Regions from separate parts of the Gossypium hirsutum genome. Here region 1 is linked to region 2. Evidence: chromatin contacts called from public Hi-C data. All regions are on one chromosome and are shown on one strand. The core of a region is the stretch at or near the end of the contact, and the rest is flanking DNA. Distances in the headings are between cores, read along the strand shown. Region 1 holds the start of LOC107910668 (serine/threonine-protein kinase tricornered). Region 2 holds the start of LOC107910648 (coatomer subunit epsilon-1).

What was found. Hi-C and Micro-C count contacts between places; a contact is called where the count stands out from the background.
Region 1: a Hi-C map of leaf shows a contact between it and region 2, with 1.8 times the contacts expected there. The contact joins the promoter of LOC107910668 here to the promoter of LOC107910648 in region 2. A contact is called at or near these places in 2 of 34 Hi-C or Micro-C datasets (hypocotyl and leaf).

What each region holds. Positions count from the first base shown.
Region 1 is chrD02:27,244,568-27,248,596 of Gossypium_hirsutum_v2.1, reverse strand. LOC107910668 (serine/threonine-protein kinase tricornered) reads right to left here and starts at 1,979. Exons shown (of 14, transcript XM_016838606.2): 1 at 1,362-1,979; 2 at 792-1,063; 3 at 311-485; 4 at 1-34. The coding sequence starts at 1,021.
Region 2 is chrD02:27,011,987-27,015,920 of Gossypium_hirsutum_v2.1, reverse strand. LOC107910648 (coatomer subunit epsilon-1) reads right to left here and starts at 2,490. Exons shown (of 7, transcript XM_016838586.2): 1 at 2,143-2,490; 2 at 1,965-2,054; 3 at 1,690-1,841. The coding sequence starts at 2,313.

The sequences.
Region 1 (4,029 bases), core at 730-3,229, 230 kb before region 2:
CATTGCTAGTAGCTTTTTCTTTACAAAGCCTTACCTGCATGATGACAGCAGAACCAGAAATGAAAAAAATAATTTAATGCAGTATCATGTAATTTTCCATTAACCTTGAAAGATGAAAATGGTGGTACACTGATGCTAGGGGTAAACAATATTTTACTTCCATGTGGAGATTCATATTGGAGAAATTCAAATATTACATGCATCACATTGCAAATCATATATAAATGACTATCTAGCAAAAGAAAAAAAGTATCACTGATAATAAAAGTAAAATTAAAATACGAAACGATCAAAATAAGTAGAGAAAGACCTCCCCAAATGCACCCCTCCCTATAATGGTCAAAAGTTCGAAGTCATCAACACCCATCTTGTGTCTTTGAAGTCTCATGTATTCAGTTTCTTTTTTCTCTAAAAACTTAAGCATATTCATTTGCTCTTCTGCAGTAACGTCAGCATCAGCAAGTTTCCTCTCTAACATCCAACGTCTATATTCCATAGAGATGATTGTTAGGAAAATAGTTCAACCGAAATTATAAAACACCAAGAGAAACAGTAATGAAAAAGAAATCCCATACCAGAGAAACTACCATTTATATACATATGATCTGGAATTCCCCAGCATAATTCATTTGTTTCTAAACATAAAATATCTAAGCAAGGCGCCTAGCATAGATAGTGGAGCACAACATATCTTTTACAAAAGTAATTCAAGTACTGACACGAGTTACAATATGCAAGGCAATCCTGTCATATAAGATGTGCTACTTTACTGCTAGTGTTTAGCAAATTACCTCTCCTTTCTGTCTTGCAAATTCTTCATCTGTGCTTTGTAGTGGTTCTCAATATACTGTTTGGCAGCAGCAGCCTTCTGTTTGGTGGCAGTTGAAGGCGCCTCAGCCCCATCGATGGGAGGCTTATGTGCATACTTCGCATTTTCCAAATCTTTCTTTTTCTTTGGTGAATTTTCTACTTTCTCATTTTTATGTTGGAATTTCTTAAACCAACTCCTTGCAGAATCCATTATCAACAAGCCCCAATCACAACACGAACTCTATTAAAAAACCTACAAAATAAATATATAAATAATTTCTAATAACTTCTATAAAAAAAAGCCAATAAAAATAGTTTACAATCGAACTATTTGTCTTCTTTGACTTGTAGAAGCATTTTTCGGTTAGAGAATACAGGTTACCCATTAAATTGAAAGGGGAAGAAAGAAATGTTCTTCAGATTCATAAAATGACATATTGATTACTCTATTGCACTCCTCTGTAAAGCCTTTCTTATCATAGATATCTCAAAAATTAAAACAAAAATCCGATAATGAAAAACCAAATTTTCAATTAAATCGGAAAATTTACCTCAGGAAAATAAGAGAATAATTTCCTTTCAACCCTGAAGCCTAATCATCAAAACAGAATCCACTGTTTCACTTCAACTGAGAAAAAAAAACACTAAAAAGAGGAATGTAAAAACTAAAAATTTCAGTGAAGAAAGAATGCGTACTAAAAATCTAATTGAATAATTTCATTTAATTGGGATGTACTGATATTACAATAGTATTTCATTAAATTGGATGTACTGATATTACAATAGTATCATCTATATCGGCGTTAATAACTGAATTATGAGGGTATTATTGCCAAAAGATAATTTAATTGTAGCTTAAAGATCGTGCAGGTTACGATGACGTTGTCGAGGAAGTTGCTGTTGGTTTAAGGGCGGACGAAGAACCGGTGATAATGCTGGTACTGAAAGCAACGAGTGACAAATAGTAAGAAGTTAAACCGGCACGTGGCAGTTGAAGACATGCCTGAGCCGGCCGGCTAACGTGAAAGCACGATTAAATGATCTGCCACGTTGGATTGGCATGAAAGGCGCGCAAATTGGAGTTAACGCGTTTTCGAGTGCCTGCCAAAACGTATTGGAGAGATCAAGGAGTAACCAGGGTTCCGTTTCAAGGGTTAGAAACCGTGTTCAACTTGACGATGGTTTAATGAATTGTTTTATACGTAATAATATTAAGGGGTAATGGTAAAAAATCCCCTGTACTTTAATAAAATTTTCAATGTAGTACCTATAACTTTGACTTTGTTTTAAAGTGGTACATGTATTTTTATTTTAGTTATCAATCCAGTACTCCGATCTAACGGTGTTAACTTTTGACTCTAATTGACATGTGGATCAATCAAACAGTGCCATGTGTATAACATCCTCAAAAACTTATTGGTCTTAACGAGTCATTTTTTTTCAAATAAATAAAATGTGAATTATTTGTAACGCCCCATACCCGTTCCTGACTATTGGTATGGATGAGAGATGCTACCGAAGCATGTACATGTAAGAAATCTAGAATTTATTTAATAATTAAATGTTTAAAACATTTTTATAAAATAATTAAAATATGTTTTAGATAAATTGAAAGTTCTAAAAATAATTTAAAATCATTTAGGATTTATTTGGAGTTGACCAGAACCCAAAATGAGTTTCGAAAGGTCAAAACGACTTAAAATGGTGCAGTGTTGAAACAGGCGTGACATTGTGACAAGAAACTTATGATGTTGCATCGTGATTGACTGAGTTAATGAGGTTGCAACGAGGAGACATGCGAAGTCGCAACATTGGGCTATGTAGTCGCAAAATTGCATCTTCATAATTATGACGTGACTCATTAAATTCACCCAAACACATTTTAAATGTTTTGCAAAGTCCATCTATTCATGCTATGTGTATAACCTACTGAAAGAACTCTCAATTGTATATAAGAATTATTACAAAACACTTTCAAATCGTGACTAATGATCTTGACAATAAAGTATTCATGCATATCATTGATTAACCAAAAGAAGGATAGGTTAGGGAAATAACATGTTGACTCTCAAGCTCAAATTTGAATAACATTCAACATAAAGACCAAGTAATATGAAATTAACATATTTACTTATATAGGCACCACAACTAAAAATATGTCACTTTCATACTATTATAGGCCTCGATGATAGTCTGATGTCCCAAATAGAGCTAGGAATCAAGTCCCATCGAATAAAAAATCAACGCACAAAATAATAGTGTGTAAGCAAATAATCCTTAGTAAGTTCAAATGGAATTCACTATACTTACTTTGTTGAAAGTGAGCATACCAAATGCCATCAGAACATCAATACTTATTACAACATTCTCAATTACATCACATAAGGAAAGTTAAGCATAAGAATTTATAATCATGTTAACCAACATAATTAGAATAACACATATAAAATGGTTAATAGATATTCTTATCATTTCATGGAATGTCGTGAAATATTTGAATGATGTGCAAATATACACAGTCGTCAACAAGTAATAAAGTAGTAAGTAAAAAATATCATCTCCACATGGACTGTAAAGACAAATATTGTGAAAATAAAAACTTAGCAAATTGACGATGAAAATAATTAGGAGTAGATTGAATTAACTAATTAACTTAACTAAAATTAACTAAGTATGCAAAAACTAATGGAAATGTAAACACAGAATAAAAAGCAACAATTCACAAGTTTAATTACTATGACATGAAAGAGCTAGATTAATTACCTTTTCTCACTTAGAATTATTAAAAGGCATAATTACAAAAACAAAAAAAGCCCTAAACCTTTGGGGCTTTTGGATATATGCCCCTAACCTTTTTTTTTCTGATTTCGGCGCTCAATGTAATTGATTTTTTAGACATCAACCCAGTTGAAACGGCAACGGTCAGCTGACCATTAATTAACAGTCGGTCAAAAAAATTGGTCTATGTGGCATTTCAGTTGACTGATGATGTGATAGACATTTAAATAATAACGCTGATGTGGCAAAAAAATTAAACAAATTTAATGAACATAAAACAAAAAAAGCCCTAAATTCCCCAAATAATCTCAAACCCAAAAATTCGAAACTTTTTTTCACAAGTTCTAAAATCCCCAACTCGTTAAATTCCCCAAATGGTAAAATCCCCAAATCCATAACATTCGAAATCTTTATTAAATCCCTAAAATCTTGAAATCCCTA
Region 2 (3,934 bases), core at 1,241-3,740:
TTTGACAAATTAGGTGATGCAGACCACCATTGGAGTGGTTTAACTATGAATTTTGGCTTTTACTTAAGTAGCCTTATTTAGAAAAGTTTTCCTTCAGCATCAAGCTCACAGAGTATCAAGAGCTTCGAAACACAAATAGTCCACATTCTTTTATACCAACTAAACACCAATGAAAGAGAAATAATTGTAGGGCTAGGGCTATATTTCCTTCTAAATATAAATTGCATGCTGGTAGAAATCACCTGCAACATGCAAGAACCTAATTGTTTACATAGTTCCTAGTTAAGCTATCATACTGTATTATTGTTCCATATTTTCTAATTTATAGATATGAGGGACAAAGAAATCGGAGCCAAATCTGTGCTGTGAAACCATAGAAGACTCAACATTTTAGCTACAGTGGAAGGGGATATCTCAAAGGTCACAGTCAGCCCGTACAAGTGCGTTCCTAGGAGGAAAAATTCAATGAAATCCAGCCAAAACTTGCAATTTTAAACATCTGACTTACCACTATATACCTAGAATCCTGTCCTGTACTTCAAGTATTAGCTTTCAACTATTTGAAAGCAGTATCGTTCACCTCTGACCACAAACATAGAGGCAAGGCAAATGCAGCAACATGCAAGTCAGGTATCAACCAAAAGTAATTCTTTTTGCACTACTACCAAGTACAAACTTACATGTTTCCATTCGGTACAATGGAGGATCTATTGCAGCATCGGCAGTACTTGAATCAGAATAGAGAAAATGTGTTACTGAAACTTATCTACTATTGCTGTTGTATCTTGTAATTTGAAGAGATGACATCTTTTTAGATATAGGATCTGTTTCTTTAGATTTAAAATATTTTATGATATGTGATTTCCATGTAAAATATGATTTTCAGTTTTTGGATGGTATACCAGAATAAAGTAAAATAAATAGGTGAAACTCAATATGCAGCAGTTACACCTATTTTGATCCATTTAAATTGGATGTGCACTCTTTTTTCTTTTCTTTCGCTCACTGCAAAGAAAATAAAAAATAAAACTAGTCACTCCCACATTATCTTCAATGATTGGGAAAGTGGATAAACATTGATATTATTGTAATAACATTGTTATCAACTGGTCTCCTTTTTATAGGAAAGCCAATCCTTAACGCTTACACCACATGCATGGGTTAATATCCCATCCCCCCCCCCTTCTGAAGAGAGCAGATTAGTAATGCACTTTACAACTTCAATCCATTTTCTACACTAGTGTCTAAACTATTTCAGTGTGCTTTCATTTACAGAAAAAAATAAAAGAAAAATGACATTTTTCTATTATCAAATGTCTGAATTTTAGCACGTTGAACGGGGCAACTGCTGATTCTGGACCAATATGAAATAGCAGAGGATTTAGGGCTATATAGTGTTCATAATTCTGATTCAAGTGGAATTCGGACAGTATTATGTCTCGTATGTGCCCTAACTAGTCTCAAGGTATATAAAGGGAGGTAATCTTACCCTATCTTATGAGCCTTTTTCTTCTATGCCCAAGAATCCGGACTGTTAAGAAGGGTAGATGACTTAACTGTGCAAATCAATGGTCACCAATTTGAAAATATATAGAACAAAGAACAAGAATTGATGAAGCTGAATTCGGCATCATCAATGATAACAGAACCCAAGCAAGAATGAAAATGCAGTCGAATAATAAAACTCACAGTTCCATGGTGCCACCAGCATTGGTGTGTTTAAGAGCTTCAATATAATCTTCTTCATGCATGAAAACGATTCCAGCAATCAACCTTAATAAGGCATTGCTTCCAATCGCTGGATCTGCTAACCATTCTTTCAAGCTCGCAATTGTTGATTCCTAAAGGCGATATTCAGCAAAACCCAATCATAATCCTCTATCAAAACTACATATTTTTCCCATTGTTCTAGCAGATCTTTACCTATAACAACAAAATTCAAGCAGATCTAAAACGAATTTCACCTTATCATGAGGGTTGGAGAGATAGAGGGCCAGCAGTTTAACGGCTTGGAGAGGAGTTGCAGCGGCGGAGTCGATCTCATTGATCACCAGCTGGGATTAGAGAAACAAAAACGAGTTTTAGATTTGCAAATACTATTGGAAAAAGAATATGAAATTGAGTACAAAAGGGAGGGGGTACTTGGTAGCTGCCGAGAGCGATGTAAGAGCGGTAGACGAGGCAGTCGCGCTCGACGGCGTCGTCGGGGGAGAGGTTGGGAAGATCGCTGTTGTTGATGGCAGCCTGAAAGGAACCCAAGTAGAAATTGTTCCTCAAATGGAACAAGTGATCTGGTGCTGCAGCTACTGCCATTTGAGACTGTCTATACACACAGAGATCTCGAAACAATTACAATTACAAATGCTTTTTTCCTTTTTCAGACCTTCAACTCTGTCTTGACTCCTTCCGTTTCTTCTCTGTCTATAATATATCAGACAGATCTATTAACCTATTGGGTTAGCGGTTAACAGAAATATTAGTTCAAATTCTGTAAATGGTGTTTGTACTATGCGTTTTTGTTTAATTTAGTCTCATTATTATAATTTAGGGTAAACTACAACATTAGTCATTAAACTATGAGTAAATTTTTGTTTTAGTCATTTAACTAAAAAAGTTACAATTTAGTTACTGAACTATTAAAAAATTTACATTTAAGTCGCTGGGCAGTTAAAATCGATACTCTATAGTTTTCTCAGTTCGCACTATTTACACCAATTAAAAGCTCTCATTCTTTTTCTTTTCCATAGTTAAGTTTTTTTTTTTATAAAACAACTTAGGATGCGACGAGTCTACGAATCAAAATTAAAATAGCTTTTTTCTCCGATTTTTTACACTGATCGTCAAATCAACTTGGATCTAAGGTATGTTCTTCTATTATTGATGTATACTGACTGATCCACCATACTGATTGTCAACTTCTTGTTTGGAGCTCACTGGTGAAACTTAAACAAAAAAAGAATTTAACAGTTCAATGACTTAAATAAAATTTTTTAAATAGTTCAGTGGCTTAAATAAAATTTTTTGAATAATTTAGTGATCAAATTATAAATTTTTTTAATTAAATGAAAAAAACAAAAATTTACCCATATTTTAGTTACTAATTATATAATTTACCTTATAATTTAATCATTTCCAATTTCTTTAGCCTTTAATATATTTCCATCCTTATCTTAATTTTTTTTCATTTGACTTTGATTTTCACAATAAGACAATTTTTTTTCACATTTAAAAAAAGACAAACAAAAAATATAATATTTATCCAATTTTGAAAAAAAAATGTTGCATTTGCCCCATGGCAACTTGTTATAAAAAATAAGTCAATTCAAATTTTTGGATTTTTATCATTGTATTAACATAAAATTTTACAATTTTTTAAGGTATTAAAATATAAAATTTTGACTTTTGAAGGAACTACAACAGAAATTTAAATTTTATGGGGAAATATAGTTTTACCATTTGATTAACTTAAAATATTGTAATTACTATAGGGACTAAAAGAAAATTTTCCACTTTGAGAGTTCAAGTCCTTGCCTAACAAATAAACTTCCTCTACCTCTTCATGTGTCGCTATATTTATGCCCCTCGAGTCCTTTCTTGATACATGTATTAGTGAACATCTTCAATATACCCAATTTACTTTTTCTTCATTTTGCCAAAAATCCATTTCACTTTATTAATATACATATATATATTCAGTTCCATGGAAAACCAAAGAGAGGAAGAAGATGGAAAGACTTGATGGAGCTAAGGAATCGATTGGATTAATTGATATATTTTGTATTCTTTCGATTCCTTTTTAATTTATTTTTGGATTTATTCATTTTGATTTTTATTAGAGAAAAATACACATTGAATCCATGGAAAACCACAGAAGAGAATGCAAAAGAACAAGAACAAGATTAAGGAAAGGCTAAATGGAGCTAAGGAATCAATT